Linked DNA regions of Zea mays: region 2 is linked to region 1. The links are chromatin contacts, called in public Hi-C maps. All regions are on one chromosome and are shown on one strand. The core of a region is the stretch at or near the end of the contact, and the rest is flanking DNA. Distances in the headings are between cores, read along the strand shown.

The links. Hi-C and Micro-C count contacts between places; a contact is called where the count stands out from the background.
Region 2: a Hi-C map of tassel shows a contact between it and region 1, with 4 times the contacts expected there. The contact joins the enhancer-like site here to the promoter of LOC103654826 in region 1. A contact is called at or near these places in 2 of 25 Hi-C or Micro-C datasets (ear and tassel).

What each region holds. Positions count from the first base shown.
Region 1 is chr4:240,886,228-240,892,548 of Zm-B73-REFERENCE-NAM-5.0, forward strand. It overlaps LOC103654826 (40S ribosomal protein S8-like), which reads right to left and starts at 3,898. Exons shown (of 5, transcript XM_008681651.2): 1 at 3,715-3,898; 2 at 3,457-3,529; 3 at 2,467-2,800; 4 at 1,950-2,125; 5 at 1,428-1,740. The coding sequence starts at 3,718. The coding sequence ends at 1,662.
Region 2 is chr4:241,080,593-241,086,913 of Zm-B73-REFERENCE-NAM-5.0, forward strand. It overlaps LOC100272605, which reads right to left. Exons shown (of 6, transcript NM_001147068.1): 6 at 6,282-6,321. Among protein-coding and RNA genes, the nearest start is that of LOC100272605, 4.9 kb to the right of the region's middle. Within about 2 kb of position 2,674, at least 14 of the 20 cell types and tissues checked have an H3K27ac peak or open chromatin away from gene starts, as enhancers often do. A contact at or near this core is called in ear and tassel, where this site is marked.

The DNA.
Region 1 (6,321 bases), core at 2,648-5,147:
AACTCCCCGTCCACCTCCGTGTTAGTCTCCAACAACTTCTATATTTGTGTATCCAATATCTCTATATTGAGCCACTCCAATAGTTATGTAAATTTTAGCTCTCTAAATCACATATTTAAGAAGTTGCTAAATAACTTTGACAGAAAAAAAATGTGAGTACTCCAATAGTTCTCTAAATATAGATAGTAGTTTTTTTTGTATCTATCAACAAAAATAGCTCACAAATGTCAACGATCACCTTCAGTATCTATATAATGCAATCAACATTTTTGTTTAGCTAGTTACTAAATGGTTGTCAAATGTAGAGAGAAAATGAGGTTAGATAAATAAGATTGCTAAATTTAAGAAGTTAATTTAAAGAACTGTTCGAAGAGTTTTTAGGTTAACTGGCTCTTCCAAAAACATACCGAACTCTAATAGCTCCTTACAAATACCTTTGCTATTCGTAAATCTTCCCTCTGGCCATCGCTAGTGTTTGCTTTTGTTTCCTGAAGACCAAAAGTTCTGACTATCGCAGCATCTATGGCAGCATCAACGGTTATGACCCACACTTTCGTTAAGGCAACTAAACATAATCATTAATATCGGAAATGTACCCAGTTAAAGAATCCACAATAGTTCTTACAACTAGAACGATACAGTCTGCAAGTTTAAACTTCAATTGAAAACAACTATGATTCTTTAGTAAATGTTAAAACTAATGATAGCGTATATCGCTAAATGCCTTGTACCAAATCATGTTATGGATATTTCCATGTCACACCATGGATGGAATGCCTTGTCCCAAATCATGTTATGGATATTTCCATGTCACACCATGGATGGCTTCATTCAGTTGAATCAGCAGCCTACGCAATGCACATATTAAACAAAATGGGCGACACCTAAAGAGGGAAAACTATGGGCCTGTTTGGGAGAGCTTTGCTTCAAAAACTTCAGCTTTGGTTTCCAGTTTCACCGTAAAACAGCTCTAGGAAATTGTTAAGGTGAGTTCCAGGAGCGTTTGGTTTGCATATGGACTTCAACTTCTATAGTACCATTGATTTGTGTGGGTTTCCTTGATTACCCTTGATGATTAGTGGGTTATCGCCAGAGAGAACGGAAGTTGCATGTTGCGTAACCAGTGGCATGGTGGGTAATTTTCGTATAACTTCATGAGGAGATATAAAAACAGTGTTTTTGAAGCACCTTCTAAGGAGCTTCACGAATTTCATGAAACAGGCCTCTAGTTTCGATTTTTTTTAAAACTAAAGCTCGTGGAGCTGAACCCGTTTGGGTTAAAGAGGTTCGAACGAAATTGAAATTCTTGAAGTGAAGCTCTCCCAAACAGGGCCTATATATGCAGTGATGCCATGACGATCTTACAAGCTAATATTACAGAAAAATGTTTTCTTTACGACATGTTCTGCGTTTATGCTTCAAACAAATTCATCAACAAATAGGAACTATTGCAGCTAGCGAACAGGGCAAATCAACATCACCGCAATAGGACAACAGCAGATATTATCAATACATTGGACTAGAGCTCAATCGCTTTTAGAAAACAGTGTACTAATCAGGTCTGAAAACATGGCATAACGCTCTGAACTTGAGACGATTAACCAAAAAAAGTGTACTCATCAGGACACACATTTCGGTGCAAGACAATCCATGAGAATGCTCTAAGCTACAGCGCTCTTGCCCTTCTTCCTCTGTAGCTTCTTCATGTAGAACTCAAGCTCTTTACCCTCAAGGATGTACCTGTTATATAAAAAGAAAAGGCTACTAAGGAGCTGCAGGTAACGTTATAGGTGGTGAAACGAGATAACTTGAAGCCAAGAAGGATAGCATGACAAGATATCTAAAATCAAAACGACCATTATGATTTAAGCAACAAAAGTTTGTAGTACACACAGATATGCTGCTCTAAAAATACTAAGAAAGTCTGGTGGAGGTCCATTATTTCGTACCCATCAGCTCGGCCACACTGTCCAGGGCGGGAAGAAATGCATGCCAGCAACCGTCCACTGCCAAATTGCTCCTCAATGTGTGGGTCAAGGGTACGTCCCTCCTTGCGCTTCTCAAGCTTCCTCGTGACATGGTTGCTCTTTTTCGTTTCCTCAGCTGCTGCCTCAACCTCTTGTCCCTGGATGGATATTATATCAAACAATAAATGAATCACCAGAGGAAACATATGAGCTACTAGAGTAAAGAAAATGAAAAGTAATGAACTATTGACATCTGCTTTCTGGAAATACTTCAAGTAAACAAAATATATTGATAAAAATTATCAACTTCTACATTTTTCCATATAGAAATCTAAAATAGGCTAGTGCAGAAACAAGCTATTCACGTGGTTAAAAAGAAGAGTTATCTAACGAGCTTATATTTGTCAGCTACAAAAAATGATGTATGAACTACGAAGCCAATACCTTACTAAAACATTCAGTGGTAAATAGTGAGAAGCTGTGTTCCAAGAAAGAATACCTCAGCATTATCCTTCTTTGCAGCAGGGGTTTTCTTCTTCCTACCAATGTCAACTCCATAGTGAGTGAGGTACCACTGCTTGAATGGGGCAGCATCAACTTGCACAATGGCACTCTTCACAAGGGTTTGTGTCCTCACAAGCTCATTGTTTGATGCATTGTAGACCACGTCGAGGATACGGGTCTTGCGGGTAACAGCTTCACTTCCCCATGAGTAGTTACCAGTATCAAGGCGAAGAGCCCTCCATTTCACATTACCTCCACGAACACGGACCCTCCTCACTGTCTTATTGCTTGACAACTTGGTGTTGGCTGGCTGGCGACCAAGCTCATACCTTCAAGAGAAATGACAAGCAGAATAAACCTCTGAACGTAAGTCCTAGCATAGTACTGCGACACAACAAAGCCACATCGATAAACAACTCTTTTAAGCAAGCTGATGACACCAATTCAGTTTGATGAAACTTGCACACAAATGATCTACAATTTTAGTGCTGCCTCAAACACGTAGAATGGACTAGTTGTGATAAAAAAAAAGACTATTCTGAGAAACACCAACTTCACCAAGTGAAATTGGCTAATTGCCTTCAAGAAAATTGAAAAATACATAGAATTAACAGATACAATTACTTATGAACTGTCAAGGCTCAGGCATTTCATTGGAAGCGTCATGGTAAACAATTTTAACAGACACAAATAATTTTTTATTAGGCAATACTCAGTAACCTCACAATTAAGGGCGATAAGCATAAATCACTGGATTCAACTAATGATGTCAAGAGAGAAAAAAACATTATTTGAATCCTTGATACAACTCAGACCAATTAATACCGCATTACCGCTGCAGCCACTACAAGATCCACAGGGAATCGACATGCAAAGTTGACAAGTTAGGACCGGTGATCTAATCAAGCAGCAGCATATTACAGAACAAAAGCAGAGCTAAGTGAATCCAGCCGTCAATAACATAGGGAAGAGAAACGGTCATTACTTTCGCTTCTTCCTCCAGGCCTTCTGCTTTCCACCGGTGGCCCGGCGCTTGTGCATCGAGTCACGCGAGATACCTGCACGAACACATCCAAACCATCCGCAGAGGCACCCATTAGCATCTCATCAGCCAAACCGAAGAACCATCGCGGCAGCGTCGATCAAACCGGAAACGACTGCGGCAGCGTTGATCAAATCGGAGAACCACCGCGGCAGCTATGTCAGTACAGGCAAAACGAGAAGCAGGTGGATGGAATCTTACCCATTGTGGCTTGGCACAGCTCCTCCTCCGCCTGCTCCTTGTCCGCCCGCGCCGCCGCTCTTCTCGTTGGGGTACACAAGTGAGACCCTATATATCGGGTTTATATATATGGGCTGACCTAGGGTTGGGGATAGGCGCCGGTGGGCTGAGTGAGGCCTAGTGCCCACCAAATAAATACCCATGGCAAATTGAATCGAGCAAACTGGGCCTGGGCGCACACTATCGACTCCATATCACGAAACCATATCACGAAACGACTAGCTAGTCCCTGCCGTAGGTCCAGCCCAATTCAAAATAGCGAAAAGGTCTAAACACGTTGAACCGATCGACCATGCCACTTACCAATCTGTTTGTTTTAGGGGATGTTTGGGACTACTTCACTTCATAAAATCTAGCTTAGCTCTATAAGGTCTTGTTTGGAAGGGCTCTATTTCAAAAATTATAGTTTTGGTTTTTCAGTTTCATCACGAAACAACTTCAACAGATTGGTAAGCCGGTGTTCAAGAATGTTTGGATTGTATATAGACTTCAGCTTCTGTAATACAGTTAATTTATGTGAGTTTCTTTAATAAACCTTGATGATTAACGGGTGGAGAAAAAGACATGAATCGGTAGGTCATTTAACCAGTGGCATGGTGGGTGATTTTGGTACAACTTCATGAGGAGGTATAAAAATAGTGTTTTTGAAGCACCCTTTAAGGAGTTTGAAAATTTTCATAAAACTGCCCTCTAGTTTCAATTTTTAAGCTATAGCTCGTGGAGCTAGACGTGTTTGGATAGAAGCTGAAATAGACTTAAAATTCTTAAAGTAAAGCTCTCCCAAACAGGGCCGAAAACTCTAGTCAAACACTCTTAGCTTCACCAACTCAGTTTCACCAAAAAAAGGTGAAATGGACCCTAAGTTCACCAAGGGTCTGTTTGGAAGAGCTTCATTTCAAAAATTTCAGGTCTATTTCAGCTTGTTCTATCCAAACGGGTCCAGCTCCACGAGCTCTAGTTCCAAAAAAACTGAAACTAGAGACCAGTTTCATGAAATTTTTGAAGCTCCTCGAAGGGTGCTTCAAAAACATTGTTTTCATACCTCCTCATGAAGTTGCACAAAAATTACCCACCATACATTCATTTGTTACATGACCTATCAATTCATGTCTCTTTCTCCATCCATTAATCATCAAAGGTAATTAAGGAAACTCGCACAAATTAACTATATTACAGAAGCTGGAGTCTATGTGCAAACCAAACACTCTTGAATCCTGTCTTACTAATCTGTTGAAACCGTTTCATGGCGAAGCTAGAAAACCGAATCTGCAATTCTTGAAATGACCCTCCCAAACAGGGCCTAAATCTATGAAGCAGCCAAAAGGGTGCTTCATGAATCGATATTTTAAATTCACTCATGAAGTTAGGATGAAATTACTCACTTTTTCCATTGGTTACATGCCAAACGAATCGTTTTTCCTATTTCTGTCACTGATCGATGGTCGCGCCAGCCGCATGCGCCTCACACCAAGACCAGCCATTTGCAATAAACCTTTCCTCTTCTCCATGGATCCGCTACAGCCGTCGCCGACATGCATAGATTGACGTCGGAGCTCGCCGGGGACATGTGATGTGCGCCGACAAACCTCAGCACAGAGCTACTTGAGCTCGCCACCATCGTTGCGGTGGCCACAGGGGCCTGTGCGTGCGGTCCAGTGTTCACTTTCTCAAATCGAAATCAACATGTTTCGATGAATTATTCCGTTTTTGTTAATCACCGAAAATCGAATTTCGTTCCAAATTTTAGTAGATTTCGATTTAAAATATAAAAATACGAAATTCAATTTCGTATCTATGCAAACAAAATTGTGAACCCTGGTGCGGGCAGCCGGAGCTTAGGCATGCCATCTAGCTGCCTCGACACAACCAGGCGTGGGGAACCCGGTAGATGTCAGCATGAGGGCGTCGACCTCCACGCCCGCACGTCCAATGGTCTGCAAGTCGCGACAGTTATTCAGCTTTTCTTGCATGCCATATGAACTGGTCAATTGTTTAGTGAACTTTTTCCAACTTGGTCATTATGGTTACTATACATTGAGTAGACGGACGATAATCATTTTCATGCTTGGTGTATTTGATTGGCCAGGCGGTGACAAGACCTCTAATACTACCTCTGTTTTTTTAATATTTATCGTATGTTAGTTCATTTTTAAACTAATGACAACTAACAAAGAACGGAGGTAGTATTAATTGATTACAACAACAAAAACAATCCCATACATATTCAAGGGTACAAGAGACTTTTCTAAACAAAATCTCATTTTATTGAAGCTAAAGTTGATCTCCATGCCAAACATATTTAGAAACTCCGTTAATTTGAAACAGGGATGCTCAATTGTGAAGTTTATTATGAAGATGAGCTGGTTTATGTGAAGTTGAGCTGTGCCAAACACACCCTTAGCTTACGGAGAGCTTCTGGCTACCAGAAGCTGCTTTTGCTCCCTAGATGCATTAGAGTTGTACATTTGGGTCGGGTCTTGCGGGTTGACACAAGACAGAAAAAAGCATGACACGCACTACACAAAATTATTTCGGGCTAGCCAGGCCCAGCCCAATGCATCGGACCAT
Region 2 (6,321 bases), core at 1,424-3,923, 190 kb after region 1:
AATACAAAGGTTGGGCTGTCAGCCGGATCACCGGAACGAGTCTGTAGAGAGCACAGAAAAGCCAGCTCTCGGCCAGCTGAAGCACCGGACTGGTCCGATGTGCAATGGACCGAGTTCAATGGTCGACAATGGCTACTTCCAACGGCTCTCTAGCACCGGACCGGGTGAGTGCGCCAACGGACCGTCTATAGTGCCAGGCGGGTCCAATGGCTAGATGACGTGGAGGCTCAGACCGGACGGTCCGGTGCGCTCACAGACAGAAGCCTACAGCTTTACACCAACAACTAGTTTTGAGTGGGAGCTCTATATAAATCCTCTAGCCGGCCATATGGAGTTGTGGGAGCCCAAGCAACATATCAAGGAAGTCCATACACATTTCCAAGTGCTCCAACACCCAAGTTCTCAATAGAATCACTCGGTCATTAGCGTAGGTACTTTGCAAAGTGCTTAGGTTAGTTAAACCGCATTAGCGCTTGCTCTAGGTTTGTTCCTAGTTGTGTGAGTGAGGTTAGACAACCCACAAACCCCTCGGCTCTTGCGCAAGCCGTTGTAATATTGTACCGAGTGGGGCAAAAGTCTTGCGAGACCGTATTAACCGCGTTTGTGATGCGGCTGCCACCGTGTACCGGAGGAAACGAGGCTCGCGGCATTTCGGCTGGAAGCTTGATAGTGAAGACAGCGGGGAGCGTCCGAGAGGAGCCGGAAGCGGAGCACCACTTGCATATGGAGAAGGCTCGCGGCTCTCTATGGAGTTACTCGTCCATGGTTCTTGGCCCTCGCGTGGGCTACCCTTTGCGTAGGGGCACCAACGAGGATTAGTCGGGACCTTGCGTGGTTCCGGATACCTCGATAAAAATTCGGCGGCGTCCACAGGAGTTTGCATCTCTACCTTTGCTCTTTAGATTTCCCATTTACATTCAAATATTTAAGTTCCATTCTCTCTGTTCCTAGTTTAGATTTGTTAGGATTGGAACTTAGGTTGCAAAACTCCTTTTACGGTAGAGATAGCAACACTTAGACAAAACCTAGTTTGCACATTCTAGTTATGTTATTTGCATACGTTTTGCTCTATGGTTTAATTTGTGGCCTAGATTAGAGAAAGTTTTTAGAAGTCCTAATTCACCCCCCCCCCCTCTCTTAGACGTCTCGATTCCTTTCACTTGTGCCTTTCGTCGCAGCGTCTCTTCCTTCTTTCGCCTTACGTATTCCTCGAAGCGCTGTTGATCCTCAGCCGACAGACTCTCAAGAGTCGGCTTCATGATGTTGCTGAGAGAAACGTCGGTGTGATCCTTTGAACCGACCATATGTGGCCGATCTTCGATAGGACACACCAAACTGTCCCCAGCGGAGTCGCAGAAAAGTGTGTTGGCCCCTATTTAGGGTCAAACACTAGGGGTTGTACCGCCTAGCGGTGCTCTCTGCGGCAGTGCGGACGGTCCATAGCTAGGGTCGGACGGTCCGCGACCTTGCGGCAGGAGCGGGTCTTCTCTCCACACAGCTGGGCGGACCGCGCTCTGGGGCCGGACAGTCCACGTGTACGCAGAGGGTGTGTAGAACCCTAGATCTCACATCCCAGGAGGGAACCCGTCGGGGAGAAGAGTTCTAGGGGGTGCTTCGGAATCGGCAGGCCACCTAGGGCATCCCTAGACGACGTAGAGTCGAAGAGGGACGAAGATTTGAGGTTGGGGGAAAGCTAAGCTAGGTCTAAATTACTGCTACTCCTAGGGCAAGAAAGTAAAGGAAATAAAATAAAGATTGATTGGTTCGATTGTTGATGTGCGTAATCGGTTGTACCCCTTCATATATACAGGGGAGGTCTGGACCCATTCCTAGACGTCCCTCAATAGAATCTGCATCATTGGATGGATAAGTACGCATAGAAAGAGGGGTTATCTCGCCTGATCTAATTTTATCACGGACCGTCCGGGCTCACCCGCGGATCGTCCGCGACGCGGACCATCCGGCCTCTCCAGGTGCACAAATGGTGCTCAATAGGTCTCAAAAGAAATTTTTACTCCAACATTTAGGCCTTAAATAATGTTATTTAGGAAATAAATCATATTATTAGGAACTAAATGGTTGGAGATTAAGAGGAAACGAGGATAGAGCTCTAGTATATGGTGTACTGTATTTAGGATCTGAGAGGCCGGACCCTATAATCGTTTGATAAAATTTTATAAAATAGAGCCGCTGTTGGAAGAGTGTTTAATGGTTATGAGCCCTATATTTAAATAGGGCCACATTTAGAGCCTCTCTTGGAGATGCTCTAATTAGCCCAAGGGTTAACTAAAGTTAGGCCGTTTATTAGTTGTCCTGTTTGGATGTAAATAGATTAAACTTTAGTGGCTAAAGTTTGGTCATTTGTATTCAAACACGTCCTTAGCTAGGTCTTTTATATAAAATGTAGTTTGAATTTGGAGAGTGGGATGGGGGTGTAGGATAGCTATTCTATAGTACTTAGCCTAACAGATTAGGAGAGAAATAATAATAGTATGCTAATTCAGTTACAATGCACGCCCAGACAACTTTTGTCTCTCGATCGATGATAAGATCATCTAGCCCCCACGTACTCCAAGCGCATTGAGCCATAACTATTTCGTTCATCCTCAGACCTCAGTGTGGACGTCCATAAGCTACATCATCCGCAGTGTGGTCCGCCTTCGAACTCTAGGTTCGTTTTGTTCCAAGGTTGTCGTCTGCTCATCGCGGGTGCTTCATGGTGCGCGAAATGGCCTGCGCACTTCTGTTCCTTCCTAAGAACCTTCGTATTTGCTATGTACCCTGGTGTTTTTGGACTATCTGAAACTCCCCTCTTCATAGCCCTTGGCTACAATGACCTATGATGTTGCACCCAATGATACAACGATCGGCACGCGCGCACGCATTTCTCAACAGCTAGGAATACTTATAGCAACATGACATTAGTGGGCAAACCAGGCAACCATTTGATAACATAAACCCAGGAAACATACAGAACTAGCACTTATTGCAACACGGTCTTTAACTACGACAGAACAACCAAGCACTGCATGTCATAAGGTAAAATGGTACTTTAGTGTTACAAGTAGCACATAACTTGACACAACAGACAGCTGCTCAAAAGAAACCAGAGATCCTTTTAGTTACAGCAGCTCATAACTTGCACCTTGTAGCTTCATAAATTTGACCGTTGCTGCAGATAAATTATCATGAACGTGTCCGACACAAAGCCAATGATGACGAGAGAAACAACAGTGTCAAACGAGGCGCACTTATGACAATGAAATGAGAATTACAATGAATGGTCACAAGTTTGTATGGCCGTATGGGTTGGAGAGGCAAGGTTGGATGGGATAGGGCCATCCATGGATTTAGGATAGAATCATAGAATGATGCTCCTACATGTATTAGCTCATTAGGTTGGACGGATTGCATGAGCCAAATTCTTGTTTGGTTGGTTGCAAGTTTTCAAATGGGATGATCCAGCAGATTTTTGTTTGGTTGGTTGTATGTGGATAGATAAGCAGGGTATGATAATCTTCAAATTGGTGTGTTCAAGTTTTGACACATCCAAGGCATGATGGGAAACACAATCAATAGTTGCTAAACTTGAATAATGTAGCTCATCATCATGAATTGGATTCCTGCTGAGAAAATTACATTACTAACAAATAATTAGAGGTCAAAATTTCACACTGCCGACCACAAGCTGCACATACACATGAACATTTTACTCAACTTACTACCATTGACTAAAAGCAAGACAAGCCACAGCATTGCATTAACCTTTCCGGACAAATAACTACCACCAACCAAAATTTCCAATAACAAACACCACAAACAATAAGCACTCTTGCATCTAGAAACAAGCACAACAACTACCTGCCAAATTCAAAATCGAACTAAATTGGCAGCTACAGCCTACAGGTACAACTGCAGAACCAATTCCTAGGGCCTCCAGGAATTGCATGAGCAGTACGAATTGAGGGAGAACACAGGGGCAGCAGCAATCAGCCAAGCACTAGCACCAGGATCCCTGTGCGGACAAATCAGTGAAAAGGCACTAGAACTAGTAAACGCCAGTGGAGCAGCAGCACAACAACGGAGCACAAAGCACCAGCGTCTGGACAGAGGGCCTGCTGGTTCCCAATTGCTGTGCGCATCCCAGTCAGAAACAGGTTAATGAGGGATGAGATTGGGAACAATTGGAGCAAAAAGAAAAGGCACATTAGGTGACCACAACCAGTCGCGCAATAAGTATTCAACAAGGCCATGGACTACTCTGTCCACCAGATTTGCATGGACATCCCATCCAAGATCTCGGGGGAATATCCCCACTGGTTGGGCATCCCATCTAACTGAACAACTTTAAAAAATGGGTTGACCGTCTCCCATCCACCCCCACCCCACAAATCAAACACACCATGAAATGTTAGGGCTGCAACAATGAGGTTTGCAAGAGAACCAGAAAATACTATATCTATTTCAAAACACAAGTCACAGCAGTATTCAAGACTTCCTATTTGGAACGTAATCATCTGCCTCTTCACTAACCTTCAGTACCTCAGAAGTCAACGAAGGTTTCCCTGCAAGGCCCTAGTTATTTTCAGTCATCAAGCTGAGATGAAACATACAAACAATTAATGTTAGTGAGGGCTTCCGTGAAAGGTACATTAAATTTCAAAACAGGCAAGTAGTGATGCTGATGCAGTCTTCTCTTACGTGGCAACCCTGGTCTCGTTTTCGTGGTTCTCCACCAACTTTAAATTCTTCGAGTTCTTAGCCACCCCCTCCAACAACTGGATTGTTTCCATTGTCTCCATCGGAATGGTTTTAAAGTCGTCCGACTAATCGCGATTAGTCGCGATTAGTCGGACTTATCGCTGCTGCAAGGCCGATTAGGGCCACCGACGCGATTAGGGCGACTAGAAACCTAGTCGTCCGACTAATCGCGATTAGTCGGCGATTAGTCGTCCGATTAGGGTTGTTCTCGACTAGGTGCTTTGTTTTGGGCTCCAGGCTGCTCTTTTCTATTTGGGCCGGCCCACCAGGGGGGCTGAAAAGCCTGAAACTGTGCCAATGCCGTTACAGTCTTTAACCTAGCTGGAGTTGAGCGCCACCGCTTCATCTGCTTGCTGCTAACTGCTCTGAGCGCCGCCGCCCTCCCCTGCTTGCTGCTGCTCTGAGCGCCGCCGCCCTCCTCTGCTTGCTGCTGCTGTGAGCGCCGCCCTCCTCTGCTTGCTGCTGCTGTGAGCGTCGCCGCCCTTCTCTGCTTGCTGCTGCTCTGAGCGCTGCCGCCCTCCTCTGCTTGCTGCTGCTCTGAGCGCCGCCCTCCTCTGCTTGCTGCTGCTGTGAGCGCCGCCGCCCTCCTCTGCTTGCTGCTGCTCTGAGCGCTGCCGCCCTCCTCTGCTTGCTGCTGCTCTGAGCGCCGCCCTCCTCTGCTTGCTGCTGCTGTAAGCGCCGCCGCCCTCCTCTGCTTGCTGGACGCCCTCCTCTGCTTGCTTTGTTGGAGATATATGACGTTTTGCACTAGTAAGGCTGCTGGAGATATACCAGAAGTGTTGTCCTACTAATCTTGCAGTGTGCTGTTGTATACTCCAATCCAAGGTAAGTGTCTAAGTGATCTTTACCTTTTAGTGAAAACATGATCATTCATTCATTCTACAGTTTCATTGTAATATTGTCAATAGATTTGCAATCTAGTATATATATATATATATATGGTCCTGTTATAGATGGACGACTATAGGACGACTAGGGAGTCGACTAGGATCGACTAATCGAGCTAATCGACGACTAATCGCGATTAGTCACCTTATCGGTGCTTAGGCGACTAGAGTCGACTAGCCGACTTTAAAACCTTGCTCCATCCATACTCGTACAGTCTTCCATTGAACCAGATACTTCAGAGTTCAGATCTCTAACATCACTGACCCTACAGATAGAAGAGAGTAATCAAATATCACTAATATGATGCAACAATATTTGCATTAAGCGAAATGAAGTTAAGGTTTAATATTCAGACAATACCCCATAGGCCGCGCTGATGAGCTGTTCACAGTAGCAGTCTCGCAAGCAAATTCCTTCCCAAGCTGGGTCAGAACTGATGCTGTATGTTCCCTTATACTCTCACAAGTAAAAACTTCCATGACCACGTCATGGTCTCGACTAAGCAAGTCAAAAATGGACTTAGCCTCTGTTGTGATACCCTTCAAGTACATCGTTTTTGCAGTTTGGTTAAAGAAGCTTGACAGGATAACAGAGGATTAAAAAATACACAATTACTCCCTATATTCATATTTATAAGGTGTGGTTTGACTATCCAAGTTCATGCTTTGACCA